Linked DNA regions of Danio rerio: region 1 is linked to region 2. Evidence: chromatin contacts called from public HiChIP or PLAC-seq data. All regions are on one chromosome and are shown on one strand. Each heading gives the region's core, a stretch centred on a gene start, on an enhancer-like site or on the middle of the called end of the contact. The rest is flanking DNA. Distances are from core to core; before and after follow the strand shown.

The links. HiChIP or PLAC-seq counts read pairs in DNA pulled down with a chosen protein or histone mark.
Region 1: a contact with region 2 is called in an H3K4me3 HiChIP or PLAC-seq map of embryo, with 5 times the contacts expected there. The contact joins two enhancer-like sites. A contact is called at or near these places in 2 of 18 Hi-C or Micro-C datasets (caudal fin and hematopoietic stem cells) and 1 of 4 datasets of contacts at active chromatin or transcription factors (embryo).

The regions. Positions count from the first base shown.
Region 1 is chr4:17,796,733-17,801,397 of GRCz12tu, reverse strand. It overlaps a transcript of sox5 not described here. Among named protein-coding and RNA genes, the nearest start is that of dnai7, 34 kb to the left of the region's middle. Within about 2 kb of position 2,292, at least 5 of the 62 cell types and tissues checked have an H3K27ac peak or open chromatin away from gene starts, as enhancers often do.
Region 2 is chr4:17,604,691-17,609,490 of GRCz12tu, reverse strand. It overlaps sox5 (SRY-box transcription factor 5), which reads left to right. Exons shown (of 15, transcript NM_001033585.1): 4 at 263-349; 5 at 3,636-3,808. Among named protein-coding and RNA genes, the nearest start is that of sox5, 37 kb to the left of the region's middle. Within about 2 kb of position 3,095, at least 22 of the 62 cell types and tissues checked have an H3K27ac peak or open chromatin away from gene starts, as enhancers often do.

The DNA of each region.
Region 1 (4,665 bases), core at 1,043-3,542, 190 kb before region 2:
ACAACACGCTGTATAACCTACACCATTATTTACCTTAAAAAACACAATGAAAATGAATAATGTAGGATACTGTTGTCTTTTGAGAAGTTCCTACATGTCGTGTGTATATACAGATTAATGAAATTTGAAATGCTGCTTTTTGTCTTATTAGTGACATACAAACCATTTTCAAGTACAATTCCTTTTTTTCTTGTGTTCAAAATAATGAAAGCATTCTCTCATCTTAATTATAATTAATCAATTTACTTTTTAAAAGCTAACTAATTAAACAAAAAAATTAAGTTGTTTTGTATTTTTGTTAAATTTACTCAAATATTATAACAAATTTTTAAGTGATGCGTTACTTTACTTGTAGAAAAGTAATATTATTATGTAACTCATGTTACTTGTAATGCGTTACCCCTAACACTGCTCACAGGATGTTTTTCACCTCATGCATATTTTTTTGTCAAGTTTTTTTTTTTACTTGGTTGGAACATGCAATTGAGGCAAATTCTACACATTCGAAAACAACTTGTTGCATATTCTGTGTCCATATTCTGGCCCTGTTTCCACCTGTTACGTGTGTTTTCAGTCATCTGAACACAAGTGGTTAACAGAGAGGAATTACAGTTTCTACCTGATTTATAACGGCTTTCTTGTGACATCAAGAGCTTTCTTTCTTATTTTGTCATGCTCTACTACTGTCGCTGACAACTTTGCAACTGACTGGCACTATTTGACTTATAATGTTTGAACCCAAATGTGGCTTATGAGCGAGCAGGAAAACAAGTGAATGAAAAGGAAGTGAATTTGATTCCGATCATTGTGTGCTTTATGTAAAACACCGAGATATAGGAATACCTTGTTTTGGTGCGTTTTGTTCACAACACATCTCGTATAGATCATGCTAGGTCAGTTGGTGAACCGTAGGTAGTCTTTTCTGGCTGTTTGAACACATGAGTGTTTAACAATCCAATCAAATGAGTTTTTGACCACCTGTGGAAGAAGTTAAAAGTGGGCAAGTTCAAATGCTGTCGATCCTGTTTACATCTGTATTCCTACATTTGTTATGGGATTTGATGAAAATACAGTTTAATATCAGGTATAAACAGGACCTAATCTGACTTTTTTGCATTCATCTTTTTCTTTGTATTGTGTGCCTAACTATTGTAGTCAAGTCTTCTTTTTAATTTTTTTTCCCCCATTACACAGCATTAAAAACGCTTCTGTAGAGATTGCGTTTCCCCCCTAATTTTGCATTGTTAAATATATGTTGTAAAAGTGTTATACATGTATTTTAGTAATTATTCCCCGAAAAAAAATTCTCCTTTTTTTGTTCTGCATGAGAAAAAAATTCAAAAGAGTTTGGAACAACATGAGGGTGAGTAAAAGATGACACAGTTGGTTTTTTGGGTTAACTGTCCCTGTAAGGTGGGTTGACCCTCAGGAACAGAAGAACAGATCTGAATCCTTTTCGCCCACCACATCTCCTCTGTTGCCCGTTTGAACTGTGTGTTGATCACAGGACAGGAAACGGTAAACAAATTCTTCAACATGTGGCAGCCTGCTAGAGCATACTTTTCCATTTCTATCTCCCTCTCTTCATCGCGAGTGAAAAGCTTGCACTTCCTCCCACCTCCCTTACTTATACTCTCTCTCTCTCTCTCTCTCTCTCTCTCCCTCTCTCCCTCTTTCTCTCTCTCTCTCTCTTCCCCTCTCTCCAAAAAGCCAGCAGGAAGATAGTGCTAGCAGATCTTGGACTACACTGAATAGCATTTGCCAAGACATATGAATTATAAGGCTAATGGGCTTAAAAGGCTTGTCTTAACATTGTCTCTACTTAACCATGCAGAAGCTGGCTTACAGAATGGCAGAAATAGATTGGGAACCGAAATACCCCAATTTTGAGGTCAGGATTAGAATGGATGAAAGACACTAAGTTTCTTTACGAAACCATAAAATATTCAATTGTTGGCAAATTGAGAGAAATCTCTCCCCACTGCTCTATTCTTGCGAGTCGCCTGCCAAGCGTATTGTGATTGTGTTTTGACATACAACTGATGCGATTCTTCTCATACCCACAGAATCTGGGACAGGTCGTCATTATCAGGAGGGGTGTGGGGGGGGAGATGTAGTGAGAACAAAGTAACTGAGTTTCTGGGCTCGGATTGTGCAGGCAGCCCAGCGGTGAAACTCTGGCCATGTGTTCGGGCCGTCGCTCTGGTGGCTTTGGGCCGGACGTCCGCACAGCTGTGTGTGACCCGTGATGCTTGTGCTCCCTGCCCCAGTTCGGGACACATCCAGGGCTCCGATTGGATGCTTGTGCATCTGTGCCTTGTGCTTATTGGTTCTTAGAGCTTACTGAACTCTTTCTACTAGTGGGGTCCAGTGTTTGAGTTTAGTTGGATGGGATCTGAGGATCATTCCTGGCAGTTCCAGTTCTGTGGCAGGTCAGCGGCTTGCCCCCACCCGCCCCCCTCCCCTGCCCTCTCTCAGCCCTTCTGAATAAATGAGCTATTCTGGGACATGCAAATATCCAGAAAACTGGAAAAGTCTGTGGAATATGTTCAGGGAATGAATGAAGAGTTTGGGTCTGTTTCATTAACCTTGTGTGCGGACGGATTTGCGTATTAACCTTGCACAGACTTTTTAATGCAGAAATCATGATTCATCTGTAAGTTGAACTCGGATTTTTCTTTCTTAATTTTGAATATGCCGTGGGCCACAATGTGTTGTGTTTTTCAATAGTTCTTATGCTTACCAAGGCTGCAGTACTTGATCCAAAATACAGTCATTTTGTGAAATATGTTTATGATTTAAAAATAAAAGTAACTTTTGTTGAGTTTAATATAATATTAAATAAATACACATTAATTCATTAAAACATCTTGTGTGGGTCACGCTGTGTCACTTGACCACTTTTTCTTCTGAAACAAAATTAACGTTTTGTTTCTTTCACTGGAGAACACTTTCAAGTTGTTAAAAAGTAATAATAGATTAATAGACTCCTGGTCACCTTAGAAACGTAGAATGTGTTAAACTACATTTTTTTGCTTGTATATATATATTTATAGAAACCTGAATAGGTAAGTGACCTTACAATAAGTCTCACTAATTTTTAGTCACAGAATTGATGTGCGTTTTTAGTGCATGTTTTTAATGCTAAAAAAAAGTGTGAAGATGTTTTTTCCTGCCCACATACTGTAAATACACTTTAAAACAATTATCAGTTATTAATGAATGACACCTGTTTTCTCTGCTACTGTGATGTGTTATGTCTATGAAATAATTGTGCGTAATTTTTCAGACCCCACTCTATATAGGTGTCTTTAACTACTTAAATATACTAAAACTGTTTGGAAAAAATAAATAATGTTAAAGTTGCATTGAATAGCAAGATTTTTGCTGCTATTGAGGTAGGATACAGTTAAAGTAGGGACAATTTGAGTGGTATGAGAATGTGGGTTAAAGGGATAGTTTGCGCTTTTTGTTAACTTGATCATCTTCATTCTTTGAAGGACACTTTTTTTTTCTATAGTAGAACATTAAATTGTTCATTTTTATTGCTGAAGCTGTGACATCTGATGATTCATAAAATACATATCAATTTTTTTTTCTTGTGCTGCAAACTATATATAAAAGGAAGACTATTTGTGTGTGTGATCTCAGTCTTCTCACAGATTCCCAATGTTTAATATACACTCCAGACTGTCATGAACACACGTAGGACTACTTGCAGAGTCTGTAGGTTAAAGATTATAGTGTTTTATATGATGTTAAAGTGATAATTCACACACACACAAAAAATTCACCCTTTAGTTTACTCAACCTTAAGTGGTTTTAATCATTTGTAAGTTCCTCTCTTTATTCCAGTGATTACTAAAGAAGATATTTTGAAAATAGTTGAAAACTTGTTACCACTGAATTCCACAGAAGGAAAAACATGTATATTTATAGAAGTCGGTTGTTACTTTGTGTTCTACAGAAGAAATTAAATTAAACAGGTTTGGAACAAGTGAAGGGTGAGTAAATTGCAGAATTTTCAGTTTTGGGTGAAAAATCCTTTTAAATTTCTTGCACAGATCAACCATTTTCTGTTTAACGGAGAGTAGATTTTATCACAATTCTAAGCGTGATAGTGTTTTAATAACTAATTTCTAGTAACTGATTTATTTTATCTCTGCCATGATGACAGTAAATAATATTTTACTAGATATTTTTCTAGGTTAATTAGGTTAACTAGTCACGTTAGGGTAATTAGGGAAGTTATTGTATAACGATGGTTTGTTCTGTAGACAATAGAAAAATATATTGCTTAAAGGGCCTAATAATTTTACCTTAAAATGTTTTTTTAAAAATTAAAAATTTTATTTTAAAATTAAAAAAAAAATATATATATATATGTTTCAGCTTTAAAAAAAATCATCAAACTGATAATGAAAAAAGTCACCTATCTTAGCCTAAGTGTGGTTAAATTAACCAAAAATTTAAATCATTTAGTGAACTATCCCGATTGGTGAATTTTCCTTTTAAATAAAGCTGTATTTAAAATTATATTAACAATAATTCATTCTGGGTGACCCGGTGGCGCACGATCGCCTCACAGCAAAAAAGCCACAGTCCAAAGACATGTGGTATAGGTGAATTGGTTAAGCTAAAATTGTCTGAAGTGTATGCGTGTGA
Region 2 (4,800 bases), core at 1,846-4,345:
ATTAAGAGCCTCTTTGTGTTAGCTGGAGCATAGGGCTAATGATTGGCTAACAGCAGGTGAGGAAGCCGCTCAACTCTCTCTCTCTCTCTGTCTTTCTCTCTCCTTCTCTCTCCATCCTCTCTTCCTCCTGCCCTACTGTTGGTGCCATTAGAGAGACGGGCCTTTATTACAGCAAATGGACTTTAAATGAGCTATATTGTGATGTTGCCTGCCTGTGGTAATTCTCTCTCTTTCTCTCTCTCTCTCTCTCTCTCCCCTCCAGAGGCCCCCAGTATTGAGAGGCTGTTGTCTAAGGACTGGAAGGACAAGCTATTGGCCATGGGTTCTGGCAACTTTGGAGAGATCAAAGGTAAAGCAAAAACTTTTTCATGTGACCTCTGAGCTTATGCATGTTTGTGTTCTGCCATTGATATATCTGTTGCTTATCTTTTTAGCGGTACAAAACAGAAGCAATCATACCGTTTCAATCAACAAATTGGTCAGAAGGGCTGCTTTTTTTGGTTTGTGTTTCAAGTTTAACCTACAGTATGATCATAGTTTTAACTTTATGTATAAAATGTAGAAGAGAGCTCAGTTATGCAAATCCACGTAGTGCTACCCTCTTCGTCTGCCCCAGTTAATGATCTGCTGGGGTGACTTGCTAAGCAACAGCCTCGCTCATGTTAGCACGGTTAATGATACATCCTGTTAGGTCACTCAGCTGTAGCGATAACACTCTCCACTGTCACTTTAACAAGCCTCCATACACCTTCCTTGCTCTTGCAGCGTGTTCATGAGGCTAACTCGGGAGTAAATGTACTTCATTAAGTGGCTCAGAAATATTTAATCAAATGAAGCTTGTTCACACTCCTGGAGCACAAAAGGGAACGCCATTGATCAAGCTGTCGGTGCGGTAACCCCACTGTGATGACATTTCAGCAAGAGAGCATCCCTGCCACGACCACCAATGACTAGTGGTTGCAGAGGGCCTTCCCTACACTGTCCTCTCTCTCTCTCTCTCTCTCGCTCTCTGTGTGTGTACCCTTTAAGATAAGAGCAGGCACACAAAAGTGTCTAAGCATGTCATTTTAAATTATGTAAAGTAAACAAGGTTTTTAAAATATAAAGTGCTGATAGCAAACAAATAAAAGTCTGCACATTATAGCCAATCAGGAACAAATTTCAAGGCTGTGGGATCAATTTGTTAATTAAATATTCCAACATGTCTTTGGGATTGTGATTTGGTCGAAGGATGTGTCATTGTCAGCATTACAAATGAAGATAAGTGTCACTCCAGTTAGTGAAGTTCTAATGTTCATAAAATGCTATTGCTTTTTTATTACTCCCTGATACGGTAATACGAACATATATATGTTTGCAATACTGAAGCACTGTACTGACAGACATTAAAGACGAGATCTATTAATTTAATAGAGAACTGTACTTTAAAAAGTCAACTAAAAGTAGTATACAGTAATCAACAGCCTACATTATCCACACAAGAGATGATTACAGAACGAAAAAGATTGAAAGAGAGAAGAAACATGGAATGAATAGTGGTAATGGACAATAAGAGCCTCGGGCTAAGCTCTTTCTCTCCTCCTCTCCCTCATGTAACACAGCACTGTGCTGCTTTAGGGATTTATCTTTTAAGCCCAGTCATTAATTAGCAGTGAGAGCTGCTTGACAGGTATTACATTGTTACAAATTGGTTAATTACTGTGGTTTGTGACATGAGGCAAGGCAGTAAAGGCAGCCCTAGGATGTTTAGAGAGAGAGGAAACCACTTATTGATCCAAAGCTGAACTTTCAGTAGCCGAGGTAAAAAGCCTTCGGTTGTGATTGATGAGGCTGGTCTGTTTTCTTATGTGTGTGTATAAACACCTTCTGTCAACCCTAGTCTTAGTGCATCCAGAGTATATTATGTCAAAGGTTCGGTTTAGTAAGTGAATCTTGCTGAGAGTCTTACTGAGTTTGGCATGCACAAAGCATCTTATTGAATCTAGTTGGTAGTTTGTCTGACTAGTTGTTTTAGGAGCATGTCTACTAACAATGCTAAGACGCATTCTCAATGGATTCTTTAGGGTTCACCCATGTGGTAAAAAAAATCTGGACCAAGCACAGGGGTCACGACACTATTTGAATGTATAATATGTTCATGTGTAACTAGCCGACTCTCACATAGTTGCCCACTGAAGCTAAGCAGGGTCAGTACCTGGGCAGACGGTCAGCACGATCAGTATTTGGATATAAAGGAAAGCCACATGAAAAAGCTAGATTGCTGCCGGAAGTGACATTAGTAAAACCAGCAGGGGGTGCTCAACCTGCAGTCTGTGTGGGTCCTCACGCCCCAGTATTTCGGATGAGATCGAGAAGAGAATCAGAGAATTTTCCCACTGTCCATTATGGCCTCCTAACCATCCCCATATCACTCTTCGCCAATCGCCAAGTGGTGTGCGATCTGGCTGCCATCGCGTCATCCAGGTGGATGCTGCACACTGGTGATGGATGAGGAGATTCCCTTCAAAAAATGTGTAAAGTTCTTTGAGTGTCCAGAAAAGTGCTATATAAATGTAAGGATTTTAAATTATTATTAATGTGTTCTATCTAAGGTTGACAACAATGAAAATCTTTTTTTTTTCTGTTAGCCCTAACAAGAATTAACAAGACTAATTATTTGCATGATGTTTTTGGTGTTAATATCTAAGTGAACCACCTTCAAAGCATCAAGTTAAAAGAAATTAAAAAATATATTAAATATATAAATTAAAATACTTCAATATAGCTATAAAAATGTCTATTTTAACCATTCAGATCCAGTCCTAGTATGAGCAACAGGGTCTCAAAAAGAAAGCAGGAAAGAAAGATCGCTTTGATGCCTCCTTTCTCTGGAAGACTCGTCACTTTTCACACAAGGCCTTCCCTTGTCCCAGGCCGGCTCACATGCACACCCTCTTGTGAAAGCCCAGTCTGGGAGCTGTTAAAGGGAGCTGCAGGTTTATTTTTCCAACTGGCCAACTGTGACAGTTGCCTTTATTGTGCATTGTTGAGTCTGTGTGTGTGTGTTTGTGAAGGGGTTACAAATGGAGCCTACTCTCACCTTCCTGCCAGGGCAAAGGGTCAGGTCAGCTGCTATGACTCCCTTCTTTCTCTAGCTTTCTTCATCATCTGTTTTTCCCTGGTGTGGAATGTGGCCCCTCAGAAGGTAGAGACCGAGAACAATGGGTGATTGTGGGGCCTGCAGACGTGTGTCTGTGTGTGTGTGTTTTAGCACAGATATATGACCTCAGACACACAATTGCACACACATGAACTCATTAACAGACGTGCTCATTTGGACATTTGAACGCTTTAGGGGTTTAGTGCACTCAAACACACACACAATTTTTGATTGGTGGTAGTCTGGGGTAATACCGCAGTGCGACTACATCCTGTTGAGTGATTTAGTCTTCCCCTCCTGCCGTCTGCTCTGGGGCTGCTCGTATGTCAGAGCGTTCTCAGCTTTAGTTCGAGGTCGGAGGTCAGCTCATGCTAAATGTGTAGCGAAGGCTAGGTAAACATCAGGGTGATAGCACATCTCGGGAGGAGCACATCTGGGCACAATGCTTCCTGGACTAGCTCTTTGACCTGTGGCCTGTGTCCTTTAACCCTTGCAGGCACCCCGGACAGTCTGGCGGAGAAAGAGCGGCAGTTGATGGGGATGATCACGCAGCTCAGCAGTCTCCGAGAGCAGTTACTGGCTGCCCACGAGGAGCAGAAGAAACTGGCTGCTTCACAGATTGAAAAACAACGCCAGCAAATGGAGTTAGCAAAACAGCAACAGGACCAGGTCAGCAAATATTTACAATGTTCGTCATGCGCATGTCTCACTAGTTATATTCAGTTTTATCCAAACTTTTTCAAATGAAGCCAAATAACAATGACCAGAGGGCAATGTAGGCTGATTGTAAATATGCAATATAGGCATTAACCAAGCACAATGCAATAAAACACAAGGCTTGGTGAGTAATGTAGTCTCAATGGTCAAAAATTATTACCAACAATTGTTTTCTGATAGGTATGTAAGTACGTGTTCTGTAAGTATGCCACTTAGCAATGCATTTTACTGCTAAAAGAACAGAAAGAAAATTGATCTGAAACTTGTCTTAAAAGTAGCAGACATTTTTAAAATTGACCCCTGTGGTATGTCAGATTACAGAACACATACCAAAGTTGTCTGTGCATGTAATGCTGGTATTTAAAACATTACGGGGACCTTAAACATTATTATTATTATTTTAATTTTCCTCTTTTGGTCCCCATGAAGAGAATGGCTCATAAATAAACCAGAATTAATCATTATGAAAATGTAAATCTGTAGAATGTTTAAGGGAATGACAAACCAAACAATCTGTACAGTCTAAAAATCATTACGTCTAGGAAACCTGTGTGTTTGCATATATTTATGAAAGGTACAGTTTGTAAGATTCTCCACTTTGAACCAAATTCATAAAGAAACCTTCTGTTCTCTCCATCCCGCTTGTAAGTGTATGAGAAACATTTAGGTCCCCTCCAGCACACAAGCAGGAGACTAAAGGTGTTTGCATACAGAAGAGAGTGCTTGGGCTTTGTTGTGTGCATAGTTGCTTCTGGGGAGCTTAGTTTTACAAAAGAAAACAGATCTGTATTAACACATTTACTTACACACCCCTGTACACATACACATAAACATGCACAAGCGCACAACGCTCCAGGACTAGGCGCCACTCCTTAGCAAATATGTCTAAAATACAAAAACACACCCAAGAGTTTCAAACAGTGCACCATCAACAATTCACTCAT